Linked DNA regions of Mus musculus: region 1 is linked to region 2. A link is a contact called in public HiChIP or PLAC-seq data. All regions are on one chromosome and are shown on one strand. Each heading gives the region's core, a stretch centred on a gene start, on an enhancer-like site or on the middle of the called end of the contact. The rest is flanking DNA. Distances are from core to core; before and after follow the strand shown. Region 1 overlaps Piezo1 (piezo-type mechanosensitive ion channel component 1). Region 2 overlaps Gm39273 (a long non-coding RNA gene).

The links. HiChIP or PLAC-seq counts read pairs in DNA pulled down with a chosen protein or histone mark.
Region 1: an H3K27ac HiChIP or PLAC-seq map of embryonic stem cells shows a contact between it and region 2, with 4 times the contacts expected there. The contact joins two enhancer-like sites. A contact is called at or near these places in 2 of 39 promoter capture datasets (cranial neural crest and maxillary cranial neural crest) and 4 of 115 datasets of contacts at active chromatin or transcription factors (bone marrow-derived macrophages, differentiating embryonic stem cells, embryonic basal ganglia and 1 more).

The regions. Positions count from the first base shown.
Region 1 is chr8:122,514,985-122,520,200 of GRCm38.p6, forward strand. All of the region lies in intron 1 of Piezo1 (piezo-type mechanosensitive ion channel component 1), which reads right to left. Among named protein-coding and RNA genes, the nearest start is that of Gm26497, 3.1 kb to the right of the region's middle. Within about 2 kb of position 2,722, at least 60 of the 459 cell types and tissues checked have an H3K27ac peak or open chromatin away from gene starts, as enhancers often do.
Region 2 is chr8:122,873,393-122,878,578 of GRCm38.p6, forward strand. The region is part of intron 1 of Gm39273 (a long non-coding RNA gene); the gene reads left to right. Among named protein-coding and RNA genes, the nearest start is that of Gm39273, 5.6 kb to the left of the region's middle. Within about 2 kb of position 1,964, at least 7 of the 459 cell types and tissues checked have an H3K27ac peak or open chromatin away from gene starts, as enhancers often do.

The DNA of each region.
Region 1 (5,216 bases), core at 1,472-3,971, 360 kb before region 2:
CTATAAATGATATTTCCAGTGCCAAAAGCAAAACAAAACAAACAACCTAAGCTGAACCAGGTCACCTCTTCAGGTGACACTACCCACTTGGGGTGGGTGACTTCTTCTGAATTCAGCTTGTACCCTCTTCACAGCCCCTGCCTGACACAGTCTTCTTCCAGGATCACAGTGGACATGAGATGTAGCCCAACTTCCAAGGGCACCTGCTGCTTCAAGGAGCCTGGCAGCAGGGGTGGAGAGGGTGGTGGTAGTGGGGAGGGCAGGGTGTTGACCACGACTGCACTTCTCTTGGCTCCCAAGGGCCTCTCTGGAGTCAGGGTGCTGTCTTCTTCCTGACATACATTGGCTACCATGCAAGGCTCAGCTCTCCTAAATCAAATCTGAAGTTTTCAACAATGATACATTAAAAAAAAAAATCGATCTTCTTTGGCCCAAGAGGCAGGGGGGAAGTGCATTTGTGGAGGCAAAGCTTTCTGAAATCCCTCTGCTTTCCAGGGCTCTATTTCTCAGCCCAACCAGGGCCACGTCCAGCCTAGTCTCACAGAGGCTGCACCCTCCCTCACACTCGCTGCTTCCGGTCAGGTAGATGTCTACCCAGCTTTCCACTGGCTTGTCGATCCTGCCCACCTGTCTACCCAGCTGACTACCCACCAGTCCCTTCATCCACAGGCCCCTGAGAGCTTTCTCCTATCTAACATCCCTGATGTGACAGGTCCTGCCTCTGAGGACACTGGTTCGACCTCACATACCGGGAATGGCCAGCACTGAACCAAGCACGTGAGGGGCAGTGATCAAAAGCCCGTGTCGGGAGCCAAGAGCATGTGCCGCATGAACACGTGGACCTCGGCTGAGATCACCAGAACCCACGTGAAAAGATGGAAAGCCAGGCTAAGGACGCGTCTTGGTGGCTTGCCACAGAAGCCTGGTGACCCGAGTTTGGATTCCCAGAATTGTGCAAAAGCCAGTTGTAATCCCAGCGCACCTCTACCAGGAGATGGGAGGGAGAGAGGAGAGACTGGCTAGAAGCGGTCAGGCCAGGTGGTTGGCAAAAGCAGCAGGGATTAACAGAGAAACCCTGTGCCAAATAAGGTAGAAGATGAGGGCCAACACCCAAGCTTGCCCTTTGACTTCCACGAGCATGCTGTGACACGCACGGACCTGTGTTCATACACATACACACACTTAGATTACGTACAGTGATTGGTGCAGGTATGAAACGCTGTGTGTGGTAGGTAGCATTCTGTAGAAACAGCAACAGAGCCTGCTGGTCAATCAAGCCAACTGATGAACTCCAAAAAGTGGAACACAACTGGAGAAGACTCCTGACTTTGAATTCTGGCCTCCCAAGCACAGCCAATGAAGGGCGGCCACCACAGGCCCTGGGGAGCAGGGAAAGATGCTTTACCCTGCAGCCTGCTTGGCAAGCTTAAAATTCAGACCCCGAGGTTCTGTGTGTGTTGAGTGCGGGAGAGGCTAAAGTTAATTTATTATTGTTTTTAAGAATTATCTATTTATTTTACGTATATGAGTACACTGTCGATGTCTTCAGACACACCAGAAGAGGGCCCCAGATCTCATTATGGTTGTAAGCCACCATGTGGTTGCTGGGAATTGAACTCAGGATCTGTGGACGAGCCGTCAGTGCTCTTAACTACTGAGCCATCTCTCCAGTCCCGCGGCTAAAGTTTAACTGTTATCAAGTTTCAGTCAGGAAAATGAGATGGTCCTGGGGTGGCCATTAGTGACATATGAGGATGTGCCTAATGCCACCACACTATCAAAAATAGATTAAGATGACAAACTTCGTGGATAGATGTTTTACCGGAATAAATACATGAACGGTGTCCAAAATCTGTGATGGGCTCCAGAAACCAGAGACCCAAGATGGCAAGGGGTAGGGACTTCCATGCCTGGCTTCCTGGCAACGAGGAAATGTGAGATGGGCTACTGAGATTGAGGCCTGGCTACTCCTAATCCCAGGTAGGGCCAGGAGAACCCTACATAGCTGTATGTGCCAAAGGTAGATGAAATGCAAGGTGAGGCACCAGGGACCAGGCGAGGGGAACGCCCTGTCCTGCCTCAGCAACACAGGTCAGCTTGGGAGATGCACAGGCCCTGAGCTCTGCCCTTTCCCCTGCCTCTTTTCCTTCCTGCCTGCCCTCCGTGTAGAGCGGTCCCAACACTGTACAGAGAAATAAAGGCTACGTCCAGAGACGAACACTCTACCCAAGGAAACAGGCTCAGAGGCACAACTTGACACTCCAGGGTCTCGTTCTCAGTCATCATTCCTCCAAGATTATCACCCCTCAAGAGCAAGAAGAGCGAGCCAGGAGAGCGAGTCCCGCCTGGGTCAGCCGTGCAGCTCTTGCTTCTGGGAAGAGAGGGAAAGAAACACTAAGAGGCAACACAACCTGGCTGTGTCGGGATGCAGGGTTCCCAGGTGCTCCCTGGTCCCGGTGGTGTGGCGTATTGGTTGAAACACATTGATGTGACTGTCACAACCATGACTTTAGCAGTGCAGAGGACAGAGGTGAGATGTTATTTATCACAAGCAGCCTGAAGGAGACAGCCTTCCTTGTCTTTGTCCTTGAAGGTTAGCTGCCACCTAACTGCAGGAGAGGGGTCATGGGGGACAAAGACATTCCTCAAAGAGGGCAGAGCCTCAGACTGCTCTGGTGGAGCTGCTGGGCAAAGCCTGTGATTTCACAGGAAACAGGCCTTTCCTGAGCCAGCAACAATAGGGACAGCCAGAGGCAGGAAGGGCCCCTTGCAGGCCAGCACATACTTAACCCTTTATAGACCCTCACCCTACAGCACAAAGCTGAAGACCCTTGCTAACATCCACTCTGGGGTCCTCAAGCCATAGCTGAGGGCTAATGAAGTCCACCGGGTGGCTCCCCTGGACTCTGAGTGACCCAGAGCAGAGCAACGGTTTGCTCGTCGTTGTGGGAACCGGGTCAGGGAGGGAGGGGTAAGGGTAATAGGACCACACACAACTTTTAGAGTACACCACACAGAAGGTTTGTCACCACCCCTCCTCCACCATGAGCATGAAGATGGGCCTGCAGATTGGGCTGTAAGGGAGACCTCACCTACTCAAGAAGCCCCAGCCTGGCCCAGGGTCTGTCAGGGTAGGAGACGAGAATCCACCACTCCCTGGAGGCTCTTTGAGCCAGCTGCTCCCATATGTCTCTGGTCAAAGAAGCCTTACAGCGACCTCCCAAAGCAGATGCCAGACACATTTGTAAATGGCTCTGGAAATGAGTCTGAAGCACACGGCAGATCTGTGGGGAGCTTCCCCTACCACAGCCAGTGCTGGACAGACGGACGGAAAGGTGCAGAGATACAGTGTGTGCTTGAGATGACCGGATCCTTTGGAGGGATGGGCTGTGTCAACAGGGAGAGAACACAGTGAAGGTTCACACTAGTCTGCATCAACGCAGCAGGCCGTCCAGCCCAAGTGGAGACAAGCAAGCGTCCAGTGCAGGAACAGCATGGTTTCTTCGAGGGAAGCCTGGGTGAAGAGCAGACTCACCTCACCCTACCATCTCGGCCCAGCACAGAAACAAGGTTGAGGGTCTCATATAACCCCCCACCCCACCATTGTCACTCCTGTCTGCACAAGAGAGGGAACAGGTTTGGATGGCCTGCCCTCCTAGTCTCTAGGCTACCTCCCTCTGAGAAGGGAGGAGAGTCTCTCTAGGCCAAAAGAAAGACCTCGGTGAGCAGAGAGAGTTGAGCAGAGGCCCCAACAGGAGAGACCAGGCTAGCCCAAAGGACTGCAACCCATCTCTAGGGCAGGGCAGGGCAGGGCAGGGCAGGGCCTGCTTGGGACCCTGGGGCAGCCACAGTCTCAGCCCTGGAGGAAGTGGTGTCTAGACTGGCAAAGAGCTACAAGGCAGAGCAGAGCCTGGAGTCCTTCTATGGTCCCAGCTATGCAGCAGCCGTGTCCAGTGGTGGAGCAGAGACTCCGCTGAGACCCTGGGTCCCACAGAGGAGTACGCTGTCCAAAGAGGCCATAGCTGCCAGGCTGGGAGAGGCTCAGCAAGGTGTGTTCGGGGCCCAGAAGTAACCAATACCCTCAGAAGACTACTTCTCGGAAGGGCAGCCTCTGTCCCACCCCATGGCCTTGCACACAGGCCTGGACAATGCCACATGCAGGCCAATGTCTGTCACAATCCTGGGGTAGGTATCAGTCTCACAAGTGTCCCCGAAAACTTGGTTTTCCAGGGATCAGAGACAGGGGTCAGAGGAAGCAAGCTCTACGCTCCAGGGTCCATCTGACCAGGATCCTGGACACATCAATGGCTAGAACTGACCACCATTGGAGCTGAGCAGCCGATAGATCATAAGAATCTGTGAATGTGCCGGGCGTTGTGGCGCACACCTTTAATCCCAGCACTCGGGAGGCAGAGGCTGGCAGATTTCTGAGTTGGAGGCCAGCCTGGTCTACAAAGTGAGTTCCAGGACAGCCAGGGCTATACAGAGAAACCCTGTCTCGAAAAACCAAAATAAAAGAGAAGAAAAGAAAAAGAAAAAGAATCTATGAGTGTGAGGGTCTGTGAACTGGGCCCCTGTCCCCACAATGCACCACAGACTGCCTAGTCACCAGTGGGTGTGGTAAGTGGCCTGAGGTGAGTCCCTGTCCCTAGTGTGATTTATGTGCACTTGTAAGAAGGAATTGGGGCAGACAAAGGATCCTTCGAGACTCAGAAAGACCAAGACTTTCAATTCAAACCCACAGAAGCCACACAGAGACCTGGGACTGGAGGGAACCACACGTGAGCCATGACCACCGCAACGTGAGGTGATGGGCCACAGCGGCCCAGGAGCCCAGGGTGTAGCTTTGGGATGAATGGGACTGCATCTACCCCATTCCAGCCATGCGAGAGGGCTCTGATGACTGTAGCCAGCAGCATAGGGTGAGGGCTTGGTGGGGCCCTTAAGTGTGGAGGTGAGAAGATAGTACACGCTGGGCACAGCAGAGAGGCAGGCGTTCAGAACAAGGGGCTAGGAGGAGATCCCAGAAGAGATATGGAGAGCAGGCCTGGAGGACCCAACTGAAAACTTGCCCTTCCTTTTTCCTCCTCTGTAAAAAGCACCAAAGGACTGTTGTCAAAGAAAAAAAGAAAAGAAAAGATAGGGGGCCTGGTACTGTGTGTCCAACCTGGAGGACAGGGAGGCTGAGTAAAAGTGTGGGGGGGGGGGCAGGGAGG
Region 2 (5,186 bases), core at 714-3,213:
AGCCTCCTGAGTGCTGGCACTGCAGGTGTGAGCTGTCACCGGGGCTGGAGCTGAGCAGGAGTCAGAGGTGTTAACGTTCTACTCTGGATTTAAAGCAGTCACCAGGTAGCTCCTGCTGCAAAGCTTCAGTTATGGATATCGAAAGATTATATCTTTATTGATTGTGTGCTCATAAATATAAACCAATTAAGTACACTAGTCTCTTAAATTAGGTAGGAAGCAAAATTTGGAGTCACAAAATAAATTACACGGTGAATGCTTGTTTTTCTTTTGAAAGTATTAGTTTCCTAAATTATGAGAATAAAACACGATGAGGCCACAAGCCTTCTCTTGGGACTTGCAGGTTTTTGGCAGATGAGGAACTGCTAAGTAGTTGCCTCTCAGGTTCTGTTTAGTCTGGGAAATGGATTCTTGATGCCTTCCACTCTGCCATTTCCCAGAACCTCGTGCAGTCTCTCCCTGTCCCTAATGTATCCAGTTCCTTACAGATTGGACCTTGGTGTTGTTTCTAGATCACTGTCAAGCCCAGGGTCAGGACATCTATGTATTATTACCCTGTGTTATTTTATGTGTCTTTACAATGTTTTGTTTTGAACATACCTTTTTCGGTTTGTTTTATGGGCATGTTTTGCTTGCATGTGTGTGTATGAATCCCATGAGTGTTTGGTGCACATCAGCAGAGTGCATTGGATCCATTGGACCTGGAGCAGTGGATGTCTGTGAGCAGCATCCGGGTGCTAGGAGTTTAAGCGAGGTCCTCTGGAAGAGCAGCGAGTGCTCTTGATGAACCATCTTCTATGTTTCCAGCCTTTTGGGCATCAGGGGGATTCTGAAACGGTTTCACTGTGTAGCCCTGGCTGTCTTGGAACTCACTCTGTAGACCAGGCCGGCCTCAAACTCACAGATCCACCTGCCCCTGCCTCCCGAGGGATTAAAGGTGTGTGCCACCACCACCAGGCTATAAAAGTAATTTAAAAAAAAACTTTTAATTTAAAACTTTTTAGCTAGTCTGGTAGCAAACACCTTTTAATCCCAGCATGAGGGAGGCTACAGTAGAATCTCAGTGAATGGAAGCCTGGCCAACCTGGTCTACACAGGAAGTTCCCGGCCAGTTGTCTCCTCTTTGACCCTGGAGTTACTTCTGAGTGTAGTGCTTAAGCTGAAGTCCTTTGAGAGTTTTCATCTATCTACTTGTTATTTCTACTTTAATCCCATTGTAGTCTAAGAACAGACCAGGCATGATTCCCTTGACATTTGTTAAGGTAGGAATGTGTTCTTCCACACCCTCCATGTGGGCCTGAGGAGCTGTGTTTGCAGTTAAAGGGATCTGTAGAGTCAGCCCATCCAGGAGGTTGTGGGCGCTGCTTACATCGGGATGCCATTATTGGCTTTCAGCCTGCAGGACTGTTTCTGTGTGTTGTTCCTCCCTCCCTCCCTCCCCTACCTCCCTCCCTCCCTCCCTTCCCTCCCATCCCTCCCACCCCTGTTCTTCCTTTCCTGTGTAGCCGAGATTCACCTCAATTCCTGCTCTTTCTGCCTCTGAGACCCTGGGGTTACAGAGGAGCACCTCACCCCCCACTGCAACTGTTTCTGCTGGTGCTGATGTCTGATGTCTGCTTCTCCTAGTGCTCGCTCACTTTCTTGCTTTCTCTCAATCCACTCCCTTCCTTGTCTTGATGGGAGTCTTTTATTTATCTTGAGTCAGTGTCTTATACTGTAGCTGAGGCTAGCCCCAGAGTTGTAGCAATCCTACTGCCTCTGTTTCTAGATTTGAAAATACAGATGAGAGCCACCCACTGTTCTTGGCTTTGTTGTCAATGGGGTCTTCTTACATATTGCCCAGATTGGCCCTAAACATGAAGCGACCTTCCTGCCCCTGCCCCCTGTGTACTGGGATCACAGGCCACATCACAAAGCCTTGACCAGTTGAGTTTTACAGCGTTTATGTGCTCCGTGTCCTTTGTGCCACCCCATGTCTGGTTTTAATCAATTTGACTGCTAAGGAAAGACAGGAATGTATAAGCAGTGGAGCCTGACCTGAGCCCTGAGCCCCATACTCCAGAATAGTTCCCAGGGACCAGGCCTCTGGCCCCAAGAACTGCATGCAGTCCACACCAAGACTCATGCTCTCACAGTGGGACTCCCTTGCATGCCTGTGAGATGGGGACAAGGTGCGGCGTGGGGGTGGGGTGGGGGGCATGGAAGGTTGGAGAGCGAGGACACTAAGGCTGCACAGAAACTGTTTATCATCCTAACGTTTCCTTGAGCGTGGGTTGAGACGGGGTCTTGCTATGAAGCCCTAGCTGGCCTCAAACCCATAGCAACCCCCTGCTTTGATCTGAGTGCTGGGGCTTTGGCTGTGTACCCTGAGAATTGGTGGTTTTCCTTTCGCCTTTCTTTAGTGCAGACCGGCATTTTTGTTTTCTTTAAACCTTAAATTTCCTAATGCATTGTACATATGCAATATATACAATATAATGTATGCATGTCTGTATGGGTGTATATAATGTATATAATATAATGTATGCATGTCTGTATGGGTGTATGCCCAATGTAGGGTTTTCTGCGACCTCCAAAAGAGCCTGGCAAGTCCTTTGGAGCTGGAGCTTCAGGCAGATGCGAGCTCACATCCTTTTCTGGGAACTAAATTTTGGGTCCTTTGGAGGAGCACAAGTGGTCTTAGCTACTGAGCCATCTCTCTGGCCCCAGACCTGAATTTCTGAGTCTCCTCTCTCCCGGATCCCTAGGCCTCGTGCAAACTATCCACAGACTTAGACACCGCCTTAGCCTGACCCGTGTTTTTCTAAAGAATGTCTAATATTCCTTGTGGGGAGGCATTCAAGACAAATTCCTTCAGTTCAGCTTTTTTCCATTTCCTCCCTTCCTTCCTTTCTTTCTTTCTTTCTTTCTTTCTTTCTTTCTTTCTTTCTTTCTTTCTTTCTTTCTTTCTTTGATATTATCTATTATTATATCTGATTACACCGTTGCTGTCTTCAGATGCACCAGAAGAGGGCGTCAGATCTCATTACGGATGGTTGTGAGGCACCGTGTGGTTGTTGGGATTTGAACTCAGGACCTTCAGAAGAGCAGTCGGTGCTCTTAACCACTGAGCCATCTCTCCAGCCCCCCATTTCCCCTTTCTTAAATAGAGCAAACCTTACAGAAATCTGCTTGCCTCTGCCCTGGGTGCTGGGTTACAGGTGTGCACCACCCCAACTGGCTGCCCTTCACCTTGGAGAGTAAGGTTCCCGGGGCCAGGTCTCCGGAATAATGGTTTCTGTGCTCCTTTGCTTTGCTCCCTCCCTGTCTGCTGAGATGGATAGCATTCTTACCATTGTTTCTCCCTAAGAACAGCTTCTTTCAGGATTTCTGTACTTTAAAAATGGTATGCCCAGAGGCTGGGGAGAGGCTCAGTGGGCAAAGTGCCTGCCAGCAGTGTAAGAGTGAGAACCCGGCCAGGCGTGGTGGCGCATGCCTTTAGTCCTAGCGCTCAGGAAAAGAGGCAGGCAGATCTCTGGATTTGAGGTCTACACAGTGAGTTCCAGGACAGCCAGGGCTACATAATCCAAATCAAAGCAAACAAAAAGGGTGATGTCACGGTCGGAGGTAAAGGACAGGTGGGAATGAGAGCCTGCAGTCCCAGCACTCAGGAAGGGGAGGACAGCGATCCTGGAGCAAGATGGCTACTTAAGACTTAAGGGAGAGCCTGCTCAATGTCTAATCAAGGAAGACACTGATGACAGAGCTCTGGCCTCCTGTATGCATCTTAATGAGGGCTACTCCTGCTGTGATGAAACACCAGGACTTGAGAAAAGTGTTGGGTTTTGTTTACGCTTCCACATCATGGTTTATCACTAAAGGAAGTCAGGGCAGGAGCCTGGAGGCAGGAGCTGATGCAGAGGTCATGAGGGAGGATGCTCCTCATGATGTGCTGACCTTGTTTACTTAAGAGTTCCCAGAACCACCAGCTCAGGGGTGGCACTGCCCACGGTGGGCCCCGGTTCCACATCAGTCACTAGTAAGGAAATGCCCTCTAGGCACCTTTTCCAATCAGGGTTCCCTCCTCTTCAATGACTTTGGCTTGTGTCAAGTTGACAAAACCAGTCAGCACAACATGCATGCACACACACACACACACACACACACACACACACACACATCACTCTTACACATGTATGAGTACATTCCTGTGTGCATCTGCATCAGGATACACACAAACACACATTTCTGCATATGTATACAGATGTACAATCCTATATATTTGTACATACATACAAGTGTATGCACATATGTGTACATCTGAGCACACATAGGCACATACCTATAAACATACATACACCAACATAGGTACATACCTGTGCATCTGTATATACATGTACATGCTTGTATGATGGTAGATACACTAACATGTGTATTCCTATGGATCCATACCTACTAACATATATTCACCTGTGCATTTGCACATACGTACATACATACATATACACACATACATACATTAACACATCTAACTCCCATGGATCCACACACTCTACAACACATCTACAAATCTATACATCTATATGCACACAAAATGTGCACACTGTATATCTGCACAGGTCCTGACATATGCATACATCTATAGATCTGTACACGCATCTACACACATGAAGGTACCTACGCACCTGTTAATATCATGTATTCTGCAGGTTATAACAACCACATGGCACGCATCAAGGTATTTGTCCAGATATACCACACTTTTGCATGGGCACACACATACATACAGACAAGCTCATGAACCAGACTTGAAGAGGGGCACAGTAGCAGAACTGGTACACTAACCAGTCCTGTTTTCCTCACCTTCTGCATTGTGGTGTAGCCTGTTCCCTCACCTCTCCTTCTACAATGTCACCTGGCCTGTCATGTATGGGCCCAACGTATGTTAACACACATAGACACAAACACATAGGATCATGGCACACACTACTGCCCCAGCCCGGAAGAGACAAAGACAGGTTTCCTGGGCTTGTTGTCAGACAGCCTAGATGAGTCACAGAGCCCCAGGCTAGTGAGAGTCTCAAAAAAACAAGGTGGGGGCTGGAGAGATGGCTCAGTGGTTAAGAGCACTGGCTGCTCTTCCAGAGGATCCAGGTTCAATTCCCAGCACCAACACGGCAGCTCACAACTGTCTGTAACTCCTGTTT